5 separate regions of the Mus musculus genome follow, and all the other regions are linked to region 3. A link is a contact called in public Hi-C, HiCAR-type and promoter capture Hi-C data. All regions are on one chromosome and are shown on one strand. Each heading gives the region's core, a stretch centred on a gene start, on an enhancer-like site or on the middle of the called end of the contact. The rest is flanking DNA. Distances are from core to core; before and after follow the strand shown. Region 1 holds the start of Apobec4 (apolipoprotein B mRNA editing enzyme, catalytic polypeptide-like 4 (putative)). Region 2 holds the start of Lamc2 (laminin, gamma 2). Region 3 holds the start of Rnasel (ribonuclease L (2', 5'-oligoisoadenylate synthetase-dependent)). Region 4 overlaps Nmnat2 (nicotinamide nucleotide adenylyltransferase 2). Region 5 holds the start of Cacna1e (calcium channel, voltage-dependent, R type, alpha 1E subunit).

Region 1 (4,183 bases), core at 1,514-4,013, 1.0 Mb before region 3:
TGTCCTCCGAGACATCGGAGGCAGAGGCAGGGGAATCACAGAAAGCTCCAAGGCCAGCAAACCCAGAGATGGTGGCAGTAAACACTGAAGCCCTTTCTCAAGCAAGGCAGGCCACACACAAGGCTGTCCTCTGAAGATGCAAGGGCACCTGACTACTCACTAAAGTCTGGGAAGCAAAAGGAAAGGAGTGTAGTGAGGAGACTGGCAAGGTACAGAGTCCGGTCCGACGAGATAAAAGGACAACCTCTAACATTCCACAGTTAATTGTGTGCTGCAAAAGTATGTGAAGACTTCAAATGTTTCCAACAGAAAGAAATAATAAATATTTGAAGTGACAGTGTGATGGTTTATATATGTTTGGCCCAGGGAGTGGCACTATTAGGAGATGTAGCCTTGTTGGAATATGTGTGTCACTGTGGGCATGGGCTTTGATACCCTAGTCCTAGCTGCCTGGAAGTCAGTATTCTGATAGCAGCCTTCAGACGAAGATGTAGAACTCTCAGCTCCTCCTGCGCCATGCCTGCCTGGATGCTGCCATACTTCCACCTTGATGATAATGGACTGAACCTCTGAACCTCTAAGCCAGCCCCAATTAAATGTTGTCCTTATATAAGAGTTGCCTTGGTCATGGTGGCTGTTCACAGCAGTAAAACCCTAACTAAGATGGTTATACCAATTAGCCTAATCATTACACATAAGTATCTTCCATTGTTATGTGATAATTAGAAATTTAATATATATTTTAAATATCAGTGAGCTTCCTAAAACCACCCAAGTACACAAGTGGATGTATTACATGGTGCATGTTTGCTGCTGCTTCTGGCTTAACATTCTTTTTTTTTTTTTTTTTTTTTTAGTTTTTCGAGACAGGGTTTCTCTGTGTAGCCCTGGCTGTCCTGGAACTCACTCTGTAGACCAGGCTGGCCTCGAACTCAGAAATCCTCCTACCTCTGCCTCCCAAGTGCTGGGATTAAAGGTATGCGCCACCACTGCCCAGCCTGGTTTAACATTCTTTAGGACATGATTTAGTGAGTATCTAACCCACCACTGAAGTTGCATGCTACACACAGGATGACCAACAAGTCTGTGGGGCTTGTTTCCTCCTTTTCCTGCTTGACTAGACCTATGGCATGCCAAGTCCTTTTTTTATTATATAATATCTCAAAAGCTTATAAAACTACCACATTTTTTAGATTTACTTAAAAAAAAAATAGATAAGATCTTACTAGCCCTGGCTAGCCTAGAACTCAATACAAAGCTCGCCTCAAACTCACAGACATCTGCCAGACTTTATTCCGTTCCCCAACTGCTAGGAATAAAGGCATATACCACCACACACAACTTTTTATATATTACTGTATGGTGGAGTATCACTGTTAGAACTAAGCAGGAGATGAAGTATGAGAATCAACTTTCAGTCATGAGTAAATTCCGTGAGGAGATGTTCCAGACGTAACAGCAAAACCAAGAAGGGCGTGATTCAGGCAAAAGGTAGGTAGGGAAGGATGAGATCCAACAGCGAATGTGCCACAGAAAAGCAACTGAACACCATTAGCTGAGAACGGACTAGTGCACTAGAGACCCTGGGAAACACAGAGCCCAAGAGAACACAGCCAGCCTCCAGGGAGCCCCGTGGCTGGGAGAGGACAGCTGACAACGGCCACCAGAGTCTGACAACGGAAGCACAACAACGGAAGTAACACCAAAACCAGCAAACAGGAGGTGCCTCTGGGAGCCCATTCTCCCTGAGGAATCAGAGCTTATGCTTAAAAGCTGTTCCTAGTAACTAATAGACTACACAGCGAGTCCGCACTTACTCATTCAAGTAGCCTGAGGAAGAACAAGGGATCACAACGAGCAGTGTCCTGAGTCTGAGAAATGGGGAGCAGGAAGACGAGGCCAGTGAGAGAGTGAGAAAGGATGAAGAGAGAAAGGCCGGGCTGCACCAAAAGCAATGCTTGTCTCACGTGAACAGAGCCACGCATACAGGTAGCATGGGTTCCCCAGGGAACTTCTGAGAGGAAGGAAAGAGCTGTCACTTCCCATGATTTGTGTTTAGACAAAGTCAAACACTCCCTCTGGGGCTGGGAAGATGGCTCAGCAGTCACAAGCACTTTTGCTCTTGCACAGGACCTGAGTCCAGTTCCCACCACCCAGGTGGTGGCTCGACACCGTTTGTAACTCCAGCTTCAGGAGCTCACACATACTCTTCTAGTTTCCTCAGGTACTGCATTCATATATAAATAAGCAGGGCAAAACTCTCATATAAAATAAATCTTTTCTTTAAATGTTACCAAAAATAGATAGGTAGATAGATAGATAGATAGATAGATAGATAGATAGATAGATAGAAGTCCCTTTGTGGACTTAGGGTCTGTTGGTCCAAACTTGCTCTCCTTCATCTCTAGCTGAAGCCACTTTAGCTCAGGGAACAGAAAAGCAGATCTCCCTGGCTACTGCACAGACAAGAGAGTCCCAAACCTTATCCACACACTAAGCCTGGATTCTAGTCTACATGTGAAAGAGATGCTGAGAAGAGGACCTGAGGTTTTATTCTTACAGTCACAAGGGGAAAAAACTCAACGCATGTACTTAACCAGATATCACCCTTTTATCCAGGCTGGAATAAGTATGCAGACATGTATATTTTCATCTTTGGAACAGGTGGTTTGATATGCAAATAAAGTAATAAGTGTCAGAGCCGTATCCTAGCAGTAGCTACTTTCCAAACGTTGCCATGGCACCAATTCAACAGTGTTCTTAGAGGCAGCCACACCTCAGCAAGAACTAACCTGGACCAGAAAAAATTAAAAGAACTAATAGAAACAGAAAAGGATTCCTGCTGTGGTATCCGAGACGAGTCTTGATGGCACAGGTGCCCTCTGAATCTACGTGAAGCAAGGCATGGGACTTTAAGAAGACAAAGAACCAGTGCCTCTAACACCTGCAGTGTGAGCCAAGCCTGGAGACAAAGATGGTAATTATAAACCGCTAACAGTTGTTTTTAGCTCTGAGCAGATTGCACACGGATTGGGAAGGGCAAACTCCACTCTCCAACTACTCCAGTGCGAACTGTGCCTTAGCAGCACTCCTAGCTGAAGCAGGAGCAGTCTGTCCTCATTGTGTGTGCGTTTGTGTTAAACGGAGGAAGCGTGTCCTCCCTCGGCCAGTCCAGGGCCACTCACCACTGTCAATGAAAGAAAGTCCTTCAGCAAGTTGGGCTCCCCACATCTCTCATGCTTACTACCAACAAATCTGCTTGCTCTTCAGAGGGCAACATATATGTACCAAACACAGGCAAAAACGATGGGGGCAGGGGAGGGGGCAGTAGTAACACAAGTAGCCCGGGACACAAGCCAGAACCCACTTGACTTGTGAGCCAGTGCAGGCTGCTGAGGTAGCCCTGAGACACCTGGATAGGTGACTGACAATAGAAATAATCGACTTAAGACTAAGCAATAACAAATTCATACAATAAACCCTGAGTTCTATAAAAGCTTAAAGGGAGTGGCGCTCTCTCCCTCAGAGCATGCTGGCGAAAGGACAGCCCAGGAAGACTAGAAAAAGAGAAAGCTCCAGTAGAGAACCTCAGATAGTTGTCACAGAAAAGACATTAAGAAAAATGGGACTCCAGGGCACCCTCATTTATACCAAGGCCATTGGTCATAAAGATCACCTTTCAGACAGTAATGTGCCGTGTCTGCCTAAGGCTGAAACACAGGCAGGAGTGGGGTAGAAATAAGGATATTTTGGGGAGAGTAATCAGGAGTTTCATGTTGCTGCCTTTATTGTAAAAGACTAAGGACCTCATGATTTCCTCATGGCAGTTTCAGGTCACATATTCTTAGTTCCACACATCAGCTTAAAAAATAATAACAAAGGCAGAAAAGGCCCTCAGGGTACTTTCCCTATCTTCTGTGGAACAAAACACTGATACATAAAGGAGAAAACCTCACCTGTACCAGTTGGTCTTCCGATTGCTGGGGGGCATCACTGTTCCTTCTGTCTGTTCCAAGTGCATGTGTCGAGCGTGTGTGCCCTGTTCATACTGTGTGAGCACGTGGTGGAGTGTGTCTGCATCTGTGCGTACAGGAACGTGGAGGCCCGAGGCTGACCTCTACTGTCTTTCTCCACTGCTCTCCACCTTTGTTTTCTGAGACAGGCTCTATCACAGAACCCGGAG
Region 2 (3,988 bases), core at 101-2,600, 560 kb before region 3:
TCATGGCTTCCGATCCCTGGCAGTGGTGACTGGAACACCATGGAGAGCAGGAAGCAACAGTAACTATGAATGTGAAAAGTTGGGTGATCAGAGGAAAGCGCTTCAGCTAAGAGACAGAGAAACCCCCGCACTAGGTGTCATCATAGTTGACAGGACACATACACACGAAAAACAGTCGCTAAGTTCTCGCAGATTTTGTTTATATGACCTTAACTCCTCAGGACATGACAGCCACCGGGTGCTCTCGGTAGGAGTAAATGTTACTTGAAGTTTGAGTCCAATAAATACCTGGGAGGCGAAACTGTTCTTAGAAGTAACACTTGCAGTTTCGGGTATTACTAAAACGCTTAAAGTTCACGCTCTATCTCAAAAATACAACATGGATAACAAGGGGATTATGGAAGTTCTGTTTTTAGTCTGTGTGGTGCTGCCGGGCATGGAAAAAGTCCCACCTAACTCCCACTGGTAAATTACAGGGACCGGACAGTTTAAAGACTAGCATGTTACTGATTGAACGGGTGTGGAGGGGTCCCCTGTTGCCAAAGAAAAGAAAGGGAGGGAATTGAAAGAGGAATGGCTTTAGGGCAAGGAAACCTTCAGCTGGCACAACCCATTAGCTTCGTGTTTTTAACTCCCTTGGCTTTATGGGAAAACTGTCACTTTAGAGCGCGACTGTACAGGAGCCCCAGGTAGGGAGGAGATAGGCTCTTTGCAGATCCTTGACCTGACCGAGTGTGGATCCTCGAGGTGAATTCAGCCACCAACACCGTGTGCAGGGAAGGGCAAGTTGGAGGCGCGGTGGGAGCACTCACCTTCCCTCCTGGAGGTGGCCTGGGCTGCGGGCAGCAGGAGCGCGACACCAAGGCAGCAGCTGAGCCAGAGCGCAGGCATGGCCGGGCCGCGCTCCGCCGCTGCGGGTGCCTGCCGGGCGCCGAGTCTTCGCTCTGCTGTGCCTTCCTTTTCCCTCGATCAGGTGTTTTATCGACTCTTCTCCCTGACTCAGTCCTGACAGGAAGAGAGCCGGTGTTTCGGGGCGTGACTCACCTGTGAACAAGGAGGACCCAACCCTCCGAGGCAGACAAACACTCAGCGCATGCCGAGCAGTAAACCCGCTCGCTGCGGCCCCGGGCTCCCCCCTCCGCAACCGGGGAGCACACCTGGCCCCGCCGAGGGCGTGGTACTGAGGCTGCGGTCCAGAGATCCTTCTGGAATGTGCCATATCCCCTCCCTCCACCCGCACCCCGCTACACACAGCCGTTCTCTCCCGGGGTGGTCCTGGGCAGAACTCAGGTTGTAGATATCAGCCACCCCTTCCTCAAAACCGGAGGGGGCGAGGGAGTCTCAAGGGCACAGACATCCATTCCAGTCACAGTTGGACGCCCCTTCCACTCTAGTCTAAAACACAGGCAAATTAACCAGGCTGAGGGGCCCAACAGGATCGATCCTCTTCACTCTCAGGGTAACTTTTATTCTGAGATACAGCACGTATACATACCTCTGATTTTACTCACTTCTAAGCACACACACACACACACACACACACACACACACACACACACACACCAGGGTGACCCAAAGGTTGCTCTCCTGGGTCTATCTACCCCCTTAACCTTGAACTAGCAAACTCATTAAGCAAACTCATTAAACTGTTACGAACTAGTTCACAGTTGATATTCAACAAGCCTTCTGCTCATAAGAGAAAAGGTTTCTTAGTCTTTTAACATCTCAGAGCATATTTTTCACGACATTCTCTCTGGCCCCGCTAGAAAATAACGTTAAGAGGGATAGTGCCAGCCAAGCCCGGTGTTAGCTGAAGTGAGTAACACCAAGTGGGGGAGGGGATGCAAATCTTGGCTTATCCCACACTGTCCTGGGAACTTCTCCTACAGTGAATAATGCAGAAGTGACTGTCAGAGAAGGCTCTTAAATCCTGCTATAGACTTAGGATTTACTAGTATTTATGTAGACACAACGTATCCATTACAACCAATAACCACTTCTTTTCCTCATGGTAAGGACAGCAGAGGCCCTAAATAAATACCTAGTCACTGACTAAATGAATGACTGTACCATAGATAGTTCCGTAGCTTAACACTCTAAGATAACTAACAACGTAATCCATACATATTGTCAAAGGGTGTGAGAACTCCCATTTCTAAGTGTGATAGTGACCAGTGTAGGCTGACCAGGAGAGATGTGGCTGGCTTTGTACAGAACATGGAGTCTGAACTAGATACCTAGTTCTAACCAGGAAGTAGACAAAGCATTGAAGAGCAACAGAGGCAAGATAGGGTACTGCAGACAAGCCGACATCTCTAAAATCTAGCGCAAAATGAGCAACAGAATGGATATTCTAATTTTCTTAACCTAGACTCAACTCTCTTCTGCTCTGTCCAAATAATGTGGAGATTCTTCTCACTCAGAATCAGTGCCCAGCTACTGCTAACACTTCAGTTCCTTGAGAGCAGGCATCTATAATTTTTTTCTTCCAGTAGCAGCTATGCGGTGGACAGAGAGAGAGGGGGAGAGGGAGAGGGAGAGGGAGAGGGAGAGGGAGAGGGAGAGGGAGAGGGAGAGGGAGAGGGAGAGGGAGAGGGAGAGGGAGAGGGAGAGGGAGAGGGAGAGAGAGAGAGAGAGGGAGCACACTTGTTTCTGAGTGCTATGATCCTTGCATATCTACCATCCACTAACTGAAAATATTGATACTTCTTGTTTTAGAAAAGTCCAGGTACACAGTGTTGGAGGAGCAGGGCATAGGGCCCTGCAAAATCAAACCTTAAAGGCAAAATTTGTTTTTTAGCACAGATTTTCATTGTCTATCATATCTCAAATGCTTTCATTTTCATCTGCTACCCTCTTTAGTGATAATAATAGTAACAAAGAGACCTATCTGTCATTTATTGCTGGCATAAATAAGTCTGGCATACATAGTAGTCCTTTTAACATTCAATAGAACCCTGTAAATGAGGTATAGTACCAATGTCCCTATGCCACAGGCCAGGAAAGGTTAGGCAGCATGCTAAGAATGGCAAAGCCAAGATGCAAAGCCAGGCAATCTGGCTTCGCACTTCATAGCACTTTGATAGTCAGATTAAAAAGTGCCGTAGAGAAAGATAAGCTCACAATACTGAACGAGCTGAGTGCAATCTAAGGTTAGTCATCAACAGCCATCAAGGTATGGCCAACATCCATCACAGCAGGGCAAGACTGTGGACTCTTGGCATTCATCCAGGAAACCAAGTCACATAGGACTCTGCACAAATGCTTGTGATTTCCCCAAGATGTTAGATCTGAAAAAACCCACTAGTCACTTGGGCAGAGGGAGTCAGAAGGCAGCAGGCATCTTGGGTCCAGATCAATCAGTGCCTCATTTCTGTGGACAGTGCAGGATCCTACACCATCAGTAGGCACTCTCCTGTTGGACTCCATATCTCATTCTTCACCCATGTAAACAATCCCTCACCTTGGGCTTGAGTCCTCTGCTCGGGCCTCATGCCTTTTATTCAGAAGGCTTCTCCAGTGCATCACTGGATCTAAAAGGACTCCAGGGGTCAAAGCCAAGGCTCTGTGTCCCCATTCCAAATCCCACACTTGTCATTATCAAGGCAAGTTATTTGGGTTTCTTTGAGCTATGGTTTCTTCTAGAAAATGGGGAAAATGATAAAATACACATCTAGTAGGGTTGTTGAGAAGTGCAGATGAGTTAATGACAGAGCTAGGAACAGCCCAGGCACACACTCTATTCCATGCCCTACAATAATATACTCACTGTTGCAACCATTAGTGGTGGCGGGGCAAAGCTGCTATCGCTGTCTGAGCACCAGCCAGTCTGGTTTTGCCACCAACAAACACCTTATGAGTAAATGCCTTGCTTCAACCTTTTTGCTGATTTTAATTTTAGTCTTGAACTCCAGGGACCCTATTGTCTTAGTTCATGTCTAAATCACCCAGATTCATTTAGTTATTAACTAACTTGCATTTTTACCAT
Region 3 (4,038 bases), core at 452-2,951:
AATCAGGTGACCGCTGAGACTAACTGGCACAGTCACAGATTCAGGCACTGACTTAGACTTTGAGTAAAGCAAGAATCTGTGGATCTTTAAAAAAATTTTTTTTTCTTTTTACATCAAGCACCCATTTAAGGGAGAATTTTCATTTTAGCCATTCACAGGACAGCTCACAGAAAGCATGGAGCAATATTTAGAGCCACACGACTGACTTTAATCTGGTGTCTGCAGGTTGCTAATCAGTATGTTTCTCAATTTCTCAGGCTCTCACTTTGTATTATAAAATGTGACTATAAATAGTATTGGCTTCAGAGAGGTTTTGTGATGACAGAAAATGTGTGAAAAGTGTGTGTTAGACGGCTTGGTGACATGCTCAAAAACAGCAAACACTTGTCTGCGGCAGATACTGCTCTAAATACTCGGCATATGTTAATTCCTGTAATTCCTGTAAGAATCCTATAACATTAAAGACATAGAAGCCAGAGCGTTTATGTGAATCACTCCAATAAATGTAAAGAGATACCAGTCAGCTGGAGCTGCATAGCAGCCAGCCCAGACCACTCACACATTGCAGATAGGAGAAGGTCAACCTTCTACTGGTACAACGTTACAGCACTGGCTTCTACCCAAGTTCCCAGAAGGGTTTGGTAAGCTAAGTGCGAGTCTGGATGTGAGCCGGAAGTCTGATGTTCTTTTTGGTCAAAGGAAGGATCGAGGATACCACAGTGGGAAGTGGTTCAGGAGGAAGAGGGAAAATGCCCTTACATTTGCGTTGGCCGTTTGTTTCCTCTCCGTGTATCCAGTCCAGGTTTCCCACTCACTCCTGTGCCTGCTGTCTACCCTTGGTAAATTATTCCTTCAAAGTTTAAATCCCACCCAGAAGAGATCTTTGGTTCAAGATGGTCCAAGGGAAGTCATGGTTCCTGTCTTAGACTCTCCTGTCATACAGATCTGTCCTCCTCCATGCAGATCTGTCCCAGCATTTGTCCCTCCCCAAAGCAGACAGCTGGTACCAGGTGCCCCTCCCCCCATGCTCACGTGATGTGACAGCTAAAGAATTACTGTGTTTTCTTCACAAGGGGGACTTATACTTCCTGCCCTGGCCTTGATCCAGAGTTGAGTTTTCTGGTGGAATCTGATGGATGCCTTCCTCTGTTAATTACTGGGTCTCTCATCCTTTATGTGTTTATAGTTTAGGATTTTATTATAGGCACATTTTGTATTATAAGTGGCCTCAAATCATTTTTAGAATTGGGCTTTGGAAATCATAAAAAATAAATAAAAAGTAACAAACCAGCGCGCCAGCCTTACCTCTTACAAATCGGTTAGATCTTCAACGACTCCGGGGTCTGCTCTGGGTTGTTTAAAGCTCTTCTCTAGGGAGAAGGTTCCAGGATGCGGGAAATGAAACTTAGCTTTTCAAAACGACCCATTCGGACTAGCTGGTTCTTGTAAGCGGAACCTATTCTCCAACATATCAACTGTGGCTCAACTCTAAATATGAGGGAACACACATACGGGTGAGCAAGACGGCCCTGGCAGCTCCGCTCAGCGGCGGTATGAATTACTTCCCCCAGACACAAACAACCCCATGGAAATCGGCAACAATTAGAGTAGCCATCCCATGACCTTGGGGGAACAAGACACAAACAAGGGAACTGAATGAAGACCAAAAGTAGCTGAACGTCGCCCTCTGCTGGCTAATCTGAGTGATTTCTGCTTTCTGTGGCAAAGCTCCTCTTTGTTCTGTCTGGTTCCTAGAAAACAACAGTGAAAGTGTCCTTCGCGGAATTTCTCTTGCTTCCGAACAGCATCCAGTTGCGCACGAGTCTTTGTTTCCTCGCACCCCAGATCATTCCTGCCACCCCAAGCCTGTCAGGATCACGTATGTAAGCAAGGCTCAGAGGTTTCTGGGCGGAGTTCTTATTTGTTTATGACAGGCAAGCTTCCTGAACACAAGCTAGCTGCTCTGGGTGGGGCGGAGAGCCAGTGTTCTCTAGGAGTCTTTGTCACTTCGTCTGCTCAGGACAAACTAATGTCACCTGCTCTGGGCTGGCACTGGGTGCCTAATTCTAACAGTCTAGGTTAAAGGTAACAGTGTAGGCACTCCAATTAGTAACCCTTCGATGACTCATACGTGACTTGTGGCTCAGGTGGCCGTCAAAAACAGAACAGCTTTAGAGTGCCAGCTCAGAGCTGTGGTGGTCGGACAGCTGGTTAGTTTTTCTCAACTAGATACAAACTGGAAGTCACCTGGAAGAGGGAACCTTAACTGGGGAATTGTCCCCACTAGCTGGGCCTGTTAGCATGTTCCTGGGGGGCATTTTCTTGATTAATAATCAATGTGGGTGGTGTCACCTCTGAGCAGGTGGTCCTCAGTTATAGAAGGAAAACAAGCTGAACAGGCCACGGGGAAAGTCAGTAAACCCCATCCTCCCATAACTCATAAAGGAAACACTTTACTGACTGCCTGCGTCTCAGGGACTCCCATCCCAGTACTCTAACGGCCCCTCCACATCTGCTTAACTCTTCCCTGTGGGGTTTTCATCATAAGATACAGCACAAGATGCAGTTGTTTGGTTCCCCATCTGGCTTCAATGATAACGAAGGCAGGAGCGTCCTTCTCTGTGATGTAGCCCAGTTTCCAAAGCACAGCAAGCTACTTACCCGCTTTGTTCCCTGGATTCTCTAGCTGTAAAGTGGGGGTGAAAAGCAGTAGCTATCACAAGATTTGCATCCCTGGGTTGGTATTTGTGAAGTGCTCAGAACAGTTCCTGAAGTACACTCAAGAGCTATACAAATGTTTTCTGTCCTTAGCATAACTGCTGCCACACCACCACCACCACCACCACCATAATCCTTGTTACTATTATCTGTTCAGGTAGCAAAATAGCACACAGGAAGACAGACCAGAAACGGCGGGATATATCGAGGCACCCACGAAGCCCATAGGAATAGGGACTGCCAGGGACTACTTCATACCTAGAAATCTTATTATACGCCTTTTCTTTTAAATGTACTTAGAGACTCAGCAGGCAAAGGTGCTTGCCAGACAAGCCCGGTGACCTGAGTTTGAGCCCTGGAAGGGTGTACAGGAAGAAGCAGAGAACTGACACCCAAAGTTGTCTTCTGACCTCCATCAGCCTGCCCAAACACACACAGCATGTAATGCACACACACACACACACACACACACACACACACACACACACACACACACACACACACACACACATTCCTTCTCTGCATCAGGAGCAAGCTCTGCCCAGAGCTTTGGAATTTTGTAGTAAGCTACTGTAGTCCAAGCAGCACTTACAGTCATCACTGGCAAAAGACTCTCTGCCTGCCATGTATTAGCTGTGGGATGGTTTGACTATGTGTGATGGTTTGTATATCCTTGGACCAGGGAGTGGCACCATCTGGAGATGTGGCCTTGTTGGAATAGGTGTGACCTGGTTGGAATAGGTGTGTCACTGTGGGTGTGGGCATAAGATCCTCACCCTAGTTGCCTGGAAGTCAGTCTTCCACTAGCAGCCTTTGGATGAAGATGTAGAACTCTCAGATCTGCCTGCACCATGCCTGCCTGGATACTGCCATGCTCCCACCTTGATGATAATGGACTGAACCTCTGAATCTGTAAGCCAGCCCCAATTAAATGTTGTTTTATTAAGACTTGCCTTGGTCATGGTGTCTGTTCACAGCAGTAAAACCCTAACTAAGACACTATGTTTACCCCACAGAGTGGCACTATTAGGAGGTGAGGCCTTGTTGGAGTAGGTGTGTCACTGTGGGCATGGGATTTAAGACCCTCATCCTAGCTACCTGAGAGCAAGTCTTTTCCTAGCAGCCTGAAGATAAAGATGTAGAATTCTCGACTCTTCCTGCACCATGCCTGCCTGGACACTGCCATGCTCCCACCTTGATGATAATGGACTGAATCTCTGAACCTGTAAGCCAGTCCTAATTAAATGTCCTTATAAGACTTGCCTTGGTCATGGTGTGTGTTCACAGCAGTAAATTCTAAGACAAGATGGCTACATAGTA
Region 4 (4,275 bases), core at 1,607-4,106, 650 kb before region 3:
GGCCCACTCTAGGTGGAGAGAACACAGAAATAAGTGCCTGTTATCCAGCCCTAGGGAGGCTGAGACAGGAGGGTCCAAGAGTTCAAACCTCAGCTATATAGCAAGTTTGAGGCCAGCCTAGGCTACAGTCTCAGAAAGGAAGGGTGGGAAAAGGAAAGTAACAGTGGGGTGGGGGAGGGGCTCCGAGTCCTTATGCCAACGTATGTAGCTGGCTGCTGTTAGAGAGCCCAGCCATCCTGCGCTAGCCCTGAAGGTGGTGGTGGTGAGGTTGGGTTGGGGGTGCTGAACTATGGATACCCTGGGGTGGTGTTGTCAAGGCGACCTGAGCCCCACAGTTCTAAGAGTGCAGACTTAAGTGTTCTTGAGGGTAGAAAGCTGAGAGCTAGTACCCAGATCCTCCTCTGATGCTGTGTGCCACCTCTGCTCTCCCTCCCCAGAGCTGCGCATCTTGCTGCTGTGTGGTAGTGACCTGCTGGAGTCTTTCTGCATCCCAGGACTCTGGAATGAGGCAGATGTGAGTAGCCATATTCCCAAATCTACAAGCAGCTTGGGGTGGGGGTGGGGGCATGGGGGAGGCATGTTTGATTTTGGCTTCTGTCTCCCCCCAACAGTCACAGACTGGAATCTCTTGCCTCTTCAAAGTTCCCAAGAGGGCAATTCATTCACATGACCATGGAGGAAAGTTCTCACCTACCCCAGCCTTTGTCTCCTCACCCTCCTCCTCATCCTCACCCTGGGGAACCCTGGGAAAAAAGCACTCCGGGTTATAGAATGTCTTGTTCCAAGCGCTGCCTGGGGTGTGCATGCTGAGGTCACTGAGACATGAGGGGAGGGATCAAGAAGAAATTCTGCCCTTCGGAGGTTATAGGTGTGGCTTGTTTTCCTTTGCTGCCTTTGAAGGGATAGTAACTACTATCCCAGTCTCCCCATAGCAAAAGAATGGGGGTCCAGAGGGGGATCTCTGGTTAGAGGCATCCTTTAGATGACCGATTTGACTTAAGGGAAAGAGGCAGTTAAACCTAAGCCACTCAGAAGTTCTGACTCGGATGGCCAGTCCCCTGCTTTCCACACACGCTGTTCTCTCCTGCTGGTTTATTCATTCTCTCTTGGGCTAGATAGCCTGAGCTAAAACCAGCTCCAACCTCATGGCCCTATGCAAATTGCTTTTCTGTTCGTTTTTTTTTAAGAAAGGGTCTTGCTATGTAGCCCTGGCAATCCTCCTGCCTTGGTGCATTGCTGGCATCAACACCAGACTTTATCTTTTGTTTTGTTTTGTTTTTTTAATGAACTTGCTGGGTAACCACGCCAATCGTTCAGCTCCTCTAGTTACCCAATGAGACTCACTTTGCCCATTGTTTGGCATGCCAGTCTGACAGTTGACGAAACAATTGCAAACATCTCACACACACACACACACACACACACACACACACACACACACACACACGGAGCCAGACGTGAAAAGGCAGGTGCCCAAGGTCTCAAAAAGTTAAGGGGCACTTTTGAAATAAGCAGGGTCTAAGGCTTGCAACAGATGATTGCCATGAAGAAAGTGAAGTAGCCTGTAGGTGAGCCATTAGAGCTTTACCTGGGTTATGCTCCGAAAACAGTGACATTAGTGGACCCTAAGGGTGGAGCGTTAGCCATCAAAAGGTCACCCACTGGACACTTGCATAGGTCAGTAGTTCCAACTACCTTCCACAACCTCCAATTCCCCGAAACACAACTTGGGCAACTGCTGTCATGGTGACCGGTCCATCAAGTATTGTCTATAGTAAAGCTGGGGTGGGGGGGAGCACGGCTTCCAGGGAGGGTTTAGGAGGAAGCTTTGCCCTTTGAACTATAGGTGTGGCTTCTTAGGCTTTGCCATCTTTGAAGAGGTAGCCACCACTACCCCAGGCTCCCCTTAGCAAGAGAATAGGGGTGTGTGGGGTTGCAAGCGGGAATCGCAAAGGTAAATGAGATCCTTCCAAATGCAAAGCAAGCCAGGAACAAAAAGCAAGAGGATTTGTTTGAGTTTGCCCTTAGCATCACTCCGGACTCAGGTTTTTAAGATCTGGTATGTTATTGACAGTGGCCTGAGATTTCAAAGAACTTCCTGGTACAGCACCCCCTGATGATGAGCGTTAGGAGACGTGATGTAACATGAAAGGGGACATTTAGAATCAGAATTTAGAGTCCAGTTCTACCCCCAACACATCGTCTGAGTTTCCATTTTCCCATCTTTAAAATGGCCTTAATAATAGTGTTTACCTCACATAGATTTTTGAAGACTCAAATGACACTCTTTAAGTGTATCTTGTTGGCATCAGGACCTCCCAAACCTATGACATCACATAGGCGACAGCACGACCTGCCACCTGCAGACCTATCGCATAATTAACAGGAAACACCACGTGGTTTTTGCCTGTTGTTCTTGAGACAAGGTTGTCTTTGCCCAGGCTGGCTTCAGACTTGCTGTGTGGCTGAGGGTGGCCTTGAACTCCTGATCCTTTTGCCTACATCTCTCCAGTGCTGGGACTAGACTTGTCCCATGATACCTGGTTTGTAACAAATGCTATTAGGAAACTTCAGCTAGCGTGAACCAAGCACCCCGGTGCACCCAGTAGCTATTCCGAGGGAAGGGAGTGCGAGTGTCGTGCGCTGTGGGGGAGGGGCGGCAGAGGAGGACCATTCTGAGAAGTCCTTTCATCTGCGACCCTGGAGCAATTTCCTGCAGGTGAAATTTTAAGCTTCCTTTCTGCTTTGGATTAAGTGGCTTAATCAGCTTTTGCCTTCCACCCTCTACTGGGTGCTGAGAAAGTAAAAAGTCACTGGCAGAGATTTCAGCAAAGCTGAGCGGTTGGGCCCTCCAGGGAGGCAGGAGCAGTCTGGGAATTTAGAAGGCTGAGGTTGGCAGCTGGTGCAGGAGTCTGAAGAGCCACTTGTGTGAGCAGGAAATCCCTGGGGCTATTTACTAAGTGGGACCTGTGGGGGGAGTCTTCTGTAGCCGGAAGTAGGCTACTTGGAGCCTGAAACATATACACAGCCCTGTGCCCCTGATGCCGGGCTCTCCCCTGGTTAGGTCTCTACAGGGTAGATCTCATTTCCTACCTGATGCTTTGGGTCTCTCCCCCACCTCCGGTCCTTCTGGCTCTCCTCAGTCATTGGTGTTGAGCTTTTTAAAGCATTTAGAGCATGGGCTGATTAAGAAACAAAATTTAAGGGGCTGGAGGAAGGGCTCAGCAGTTAAAAGCACTTGGTGTTCTTTCAGACGGCCTCAGTTTGGTCCCCAAAGTCATGGTCTGGCCGCTCACAACCACCTGTAATTCTAGTGGGGGAGGGAGGAAAAAGGAGGGAGAGAGAATGATACAAAGACCAGGATGACACAAACTTTAGGGGGATATGGAGCATGTGTATAAGGGACTCTGGTGACAAAAACATGTGGCACAGAGTCATTTAAGACCTGTGAATCTTGTTCTGGAATGCAGGTGGTTTCTAACACAGGGCATCTGATGCCCCCTTTTGGCCTCCTAGGACACCTGCACTCACATGAAACACATAGAGACAGACAGACAGACAGACACACAAACACAAATAACAAGTAAATGTCACAGTGAAGTCTTTGTTCATTCCAATGTATTCCCTCTGATGATGTGGGGGAGGGGCATGCCACAGTCCTGACCAGTTTGACTTCCTGGATTCCTGAGAGTTGTCGGAGGATTCCTCTCTTAGGGGTGCCATTCTAAAAAAACAAAGGGATACCCCCACCTTGCTTCCAGTCAGTCCCCAGTCTGAGATGGGTAACTTCGGAACATCTTGTGCCCGTCAGGGATGGATAGACCAGCACCAAGGAGGGTAAGCAGATAGCCTCACTCTTCCTGGGACTTAGATGATTTGAGTGCAAAATCCCAAGGCTAAGGAGATAGTGTGGTGCTAGAGAGCTTCGGTGAGGCTCTGGATAGAATCCCCAGCATTGTAAAACAAATGGAAACGAACCAAATCCACAGACTGAGGTTGGAGAAGGAGCTCAGTTGGTAGAGTGCTTGCCTCGTGTGCCCAAAACCATGGGTTCAATCCACAGCACCATATAAACTAATCCCAGGATTGGGAGGTGGGGGTAAGAAGATCAGAGGTTCAAGGTCATCTCTACTACCTAGTGAGTTCAAGGCCAGCTTGTGATGCAAGAAGCCCTATCTGTCTCAAAACAAAGAGGAGGAGGAGGAGGAGGAGGAGGAGGAGGAGGAGGAGAAGGAGAAGGAGAAGGAGAAGAAGAAGAAGAAGAAGAAGAAGAAG
Region 5 (3,937 bases), core at 304-2,803, 980 kb after region 3:
TACTTGAACCCCATCCCCCCCCCACCCCAGCCTCAGCTTTCTCACTGCTGCACACCTGAGAGGAGGGTTGGGGGAGGGAGCATGGGGCAAAGAGGAGGAGTCTCTTTTGCAGGTGTATTCTTCCCAAGAACCATGTCTCCAGAGGCACCAAAGTCCCTGTCCCCAAGAGGACCCCCCACATCTAGCCTCAAAACATTGGCTTGCCTCCTGTAATCCCCTGAAACACCCTACCAACCTCAACTCCTAATGGCCTTGACAGGCATGCAAATTCTTAGTGCAGAGCAGGCAGGAAGCTGCCTGATCAGCAGCCTGCATTCAGTGCGCTTGGTAAAACCTGCAAAGATGTTTCTTCCATCCTAGCCTTTTACTCCCAAACCATCACCTCCATAGATGACCTACCCACTCCTTGTAAAGAGCAACACCCTTGGCTTTAGAGAGAAATTGTTTGCACACCTCTGACCCTCAGCTGATGGGTTCAGGCCCAGTAGATCTATGGTTCAGTATACTGGGAGAGCAGCCAGGTATGGCAAACATTAAGAAGCAAGAGTAACAACCCAGGACCAAGAAAGGAAGAACACACCTCCTTGCCTGAAGAAAGAACTCCAACTTTGAGCTCTTTGGGCTGGTGGTGACATGATCATCTCCCCTGACAGGCATTCACTTTCAGTAGAACTTAAAGTTGGTCTCCAGAGTTAGCTGAGTCCCTAGCCCAACGCCTTTTTCATAAGTACTCATTTGTCTTCTTGTATACATGGGTCTACTCTTTGGAGCTTCTCATCTGGCAAATCCCTCCCAGAACCTCAACTTCTCTGCTGGCAGACAGTGCAAGTGTCTTCCCAGCTGGTAGGAATGGGAGCAGAGGGACTGGCTTAAGTGGTGGAAAAGAGAGAACTGATTATGAAAGAATCCTTGAGATTTGAGGTAAGCCAAACCACATGGAGTGCAGCTTCTGAAAGGGTTAGGACTTTGGGGGTGGCCAAGAAACAGACAAAGCCCAGAAAGAGGCAGATGTCTCCACACCAGGCACCTAAGTACACTTAGAGATTTCCACATGGAAAATAATCCCCAAAACCAAAAGTCTTACCTTGAAAACCACTACTGCCCAAATAGGTCTCCGGGGCATCAGGCTTGCCCCGTGAATGCAACAAGGTAGGGTGCACTTGAGCAAAGGGGCAAATTTTGGCACCAGGAAGGGGTGGGGAATAGATTCCATGCTAGGTGCCCCCCCTCACCCGATGGAATGCAAAGGGGGAGAGGGAAGTCATGGTGGGTAAGAAAGGATATGGCCAATCGATGAGCTTCTTGGCGTATTTCCTGACAATGTTATCTTCTCCGAAGATGAACAGGGATCTGTTGACCGTGAAACAGTTCTGCCGGACTGGTATGGGGTTGTACAAAGCCATAGTCCGCGCCCTCTGCGCTTTTGACTGCTTGTAGGCGGCCGCCGGCCCCGAGGCCGGGACGGGGGTTCCTTGTCGGTTCCTGCTCTGGTCCGAGTCTCCATCGCCTGAGCCTGGCCTGCCAACGACCACCGCCTCCCCGAAGCGAGCCATCCTGAAGTTTAAACAGACAGAAGACACACAAAGGTGATCGCCGAACACCCGCACACAACAAGAGGCAGAAAAGACACAGGCAGGCTCAGAGCCTTATCCACACAGGCGCAGGGACCACCGCCTCTGGGGACCCCTGCAGGCTCTTCAGCCCTGCTCTGAACTGTTGAATCTAAAGGCAACCTCTGCGAAGCTCCATTCCTCAAGAAAAAAAAAGAAGAAGAAGAAGAAGAAGGGGGTAGGGCTTCTAGAGGGAATATTTTCCCCCAAAATGCCAGCGTGGGGTGGTGTTCAGGGACCGGAGAGGGGTGGAGAAGGTCGGTCCTCAAACATAGCTCCTCTTCTGGCACACGTACCACCTGGCTGAGAGAAAGGCAGGCACTGGTCCGCTAGGTAACAGTTTGCTGATTTATTGGTCGGGGTGAGGGGTAGAGAGGAAGAAGGAAATGAAAACAAAAGAACTTTGAAAAAAATGAAAAGAAAAAAAGACAAGGGCCAGCTACGGTGACATGCTTTAGAACGCCAGCCCCTGCAAGTCCATCTAAGAAATTCCACAGCCAAGACTTGGCTCTTTAAATCTGCCAGCGGAGATGCATCCAAAGGTTGGAGAGAGGGAGATGGAGGTGGGGGGGAGAGCGGTACTAAGGTTCCTGCGTAAACCGCATCGCCCGAAAAATGAAGATGAGAAGTCGAACCAGCCGGAGAGGGGCAAATGACTTCACAGCTCCTGCTTTTGGGGTAGAAGTTGAGCAGCAACCAGAGAGCAGCGAAGCCCAAGTGCCAGCATCCGCCCAGAGCGCTCGCCGCTGCCGCCGCCGCCGCCGCCTCCCAGGATCAGCATGCAACAGCGATCCGCGGCTGCGCCGGGAAGAGGGTGGGAGAGCGAGCGAGCGAGCGGGCGGGCGGTCGCAGTGAGGAACAGGTTGCAGTCAGCCTAGCTAGTGATGGCAGGGCATAGGACTTAATCCACATACCGAACTTCCTCACCAAAGACCAGCTCTTTCTCCTCCCGGCCTTCCTGGCTACAGAGAGCAGAGACGATGCTTAAGGGCAGGTTGAGGAGCACAGCGCAGCAGCGCAGCAAGGTGGCCAAGGATCCGAGAGAGACGCGGGGGCGGGGCTCTCAGAGTCCAGCGTGGTGAGGCTGGTTTGGCTTGTGAATTCGTTTGACTGAAGGCTACCTAGGCAAGGGTCCAAGGAAGAGTCGCGGTTCCCTCAGGAGATGGAAAAGAGAGGCCCACTGAAGCTGGTGATGCCTGCAGACTCTCTGCAACAGATCAAAGACCTGTCCAGGAACACTCTCTTTGGTCCTAGGAAGGGTACTCAGGGCTGTGCCTCTTTCCATACTCTGCATAGGGTTCTGCTCGCCACTGCTCTAGTGGAGAGTAGGGACTTGTGCACCCCACCCTAGGATCTTGTAGCCTCTGCTTTGGATCTCCTAGGTTCCACTACCATCAACAGGGATCCCCAGGGCAAAGAGAGTGCCCTCTTCCTAAACCAACACTTAACAGACCTCATAGAGAAGTACCTCTGCTTCTCTGGGACCTTCTGTCCTATGGACCCTAAGGGACCTTACAAAGCAGCCTTCTAGATTGGGTTCCACTTTCCTCCTGGCAGGTGGCCCAGATATTCCAATCCCCAGACAGAGAGCCTAAGCAAAGTGCCCTCAAAATCCTAACAAAGGGGGTTTCCCACCCACCACCACCTTTTACTTTCAACCAAGGTCCATTGATCTTCTCAAACCTATGTCATTTTAAAAAAAAAAGTGTCTGAGCTGCAGAGGGAGGACATGTAGTCCAGAGAAAGAAGCTCTGTGTTTAACAATCTAGTCCTTGCCTACAGGAGACTCCGTGGACAGTCTATCCCTGTCCCCTCCCATCATCTGCACTGTCTGGAACATACTTTCCTTGACTTATGTTCACCCTTGGCTTCAACACATAGTTGTATCCATAACCTTTCTACGGAAGCGAAGGAAGCGCTGAGGGCAAGGGCTGGCTGAAGACGTAAGCAAAGGCAAACCAAAGCCCCAGTGTTGGAAGTCACCATGAGGGCAGCGCCACCTCGGCAGGCCTGAAAGGCAGTGTGTGAAATTAACTGATTAAGAGATAAAGTGGTGTCTGGGTGTTGGGCACGTGTATTCCTACTTGTATGTGTCTGTGAGTGTCTATGTGTGTGCACTGATACATGTCTGTTGTATGAGAATGTTGAGTGTGTAGGTGTGTGTGACAGAAAAGGGTCTGTGTACAAGAAATGCAAAGAAATGGCCTCAACACAGGGATGCCTTGCAATCACCCCTGCCCTCAGGAAGCGAGTGTTGACCCTGGGATTCATCGGAGATCATTTCAGATCAAATCTCGGCTGGAAGTGTGCCAGTGCCACCTGTTATT

The links. Promoter capture Hi-C pulls out the DNA fragments that hold promoters and counts their contacts. A called contact is a pair of places that touch in the nucleus more often than the background predicts. HiCAR-type assays count read pairs that join an accessible place to other places.
Region 1: a promoter capture Hi-C map of pre-B cells shows a contact between it and region 3, with 2.5 times the contacts expected there. The contact joins the promoter of Apobec4 here to the promoter of Rnasel in region 3. A contact is called at or near these places in 2 of 39 promoter capture datasets (embryonic stem cells and pre-B cells) and 2 of 9 other capture datasets (embryonic stem cells and liver).
Region 2: a promoter capture Hi-C map of liver shows a contact between it and region 3, with 2.5 times the contacts expected there. The contact joins the promoter of Lamc2 here to the promoter of Rnasel in region 3. A contact is called at or near these places in 4 of 39 promoter capture datasets (the C10 cell line, hippocampal neurons and liver), 1 of 484 Hi-C or Micro-C datasets (muscle stem cells) and 1 of 115 datasets of contacts at active chromatin or transcription factors (bone marrow-derived macrophages).
Region 4: a contact with region 3 is called in a Hi-C map of embryonic stem cells, with 4 times the contacts expected there. The contact joins the enhancer-like site here to the promoter of Rnasel in region 3. A contact is called at or near these places in 2 of 39 promoter capture datasets (the 3T3-L1 cell line and pre-B cells), 7 of 484 Hi-C or Micro-C datasets (the G1E-ER4 cell line, cortical neurons and embryonic stem cells) and 1 of 115 datasets of contacts at active chromatin or transcription factors (memory CD8 T cells).
Region 5: a contact with region 3 is called in a HiCAR-type map of astrocytes, with 4 times the contacts expected there. The contact joins the promoter of Cacna1e here to the promoter of Rnasel in region 3. A contact is called at or near these places in 1 of 39 promoter capture datasets (embryonic stem cells), 2 of 484 Hi-C or Micro-C datasets (palatal mesenchyme and ventricular fibroblasts), 2 of 115 datasets of contacts at active chromatin or transcription factors (astrocytes and embryonic forebrain) and 1 of 9 other capture datasets (embryonic stem cells).

What each region holds. Positions count from the first base shown.
Region 1 is chr1:152,747,788-152,751,970 of GRCm38.p6, forward strand. It overlaps Apobec4 (apolipoprotein B mRNA editing enzyme, catalytic polypeptide-like 4 (putative)), which reads left to right and starts at 2,764. Exons shown (of 2, transcript NM_001081197.1): 1 at 2,764-2,977. It also overlaps a transcript of Rgl1 not described here.
Region 2 is chr1:153,185,097-153,189,084 of GRCm38.p6, forward strand. It overlaps Lamc2 (laminin, gamma 2), which reads right to left and starts at 1,351. Exons shown (of 24, transcript NM_008485.3): 1 at 1,158-1,351; 2 at 813-1,005. The coding sequence starts at 891.
Region 3 is chr1:153,747,725-153,751,762 of GRCm38.p6, forward strand. Rnasel (ribonuclease L (2', 5'-oligoisoadenylate synthetase-dependent)) reads left to right here and starts at 1,702. Exons shown (of 9, transcript NM_011882.2): 1 at 1,702-1,883.
Region 4 is chr1:153,093,600-153,097,874 of GRCm38.p6, forward strand. Nmnat2 (nicotinamide nucleotide adenylyltransferase 2) reads left to right here. Exons shown (of 11, transcript NM_175460.3): 8 at 438-514. Among named protein-coding and RNA genes, the nearest start is that of Lamc2, 91 kb to the right of the region's middle. Within about 2 kb of position 2,857, at least 29 of the 459 cell types and tissues checked have an H3K27ac peak or open chromatin away from gene starts, as enhancers often do. A contact at or near this core is called in embryonic stem cells, where this site is marked.
Region 5 is chr1:154,724,367-154,728,303 of GRCm38.p6, forward strand. It overlaps Cacna1e (calcium channel, voltage-dependent, R type, alpha 1E subunit), which reads right to left and starts at 1,554. Exons shown (of 47, transcript NM_009782.3): 1 at 1,285-1,554. The coding sequence starts at 1,553.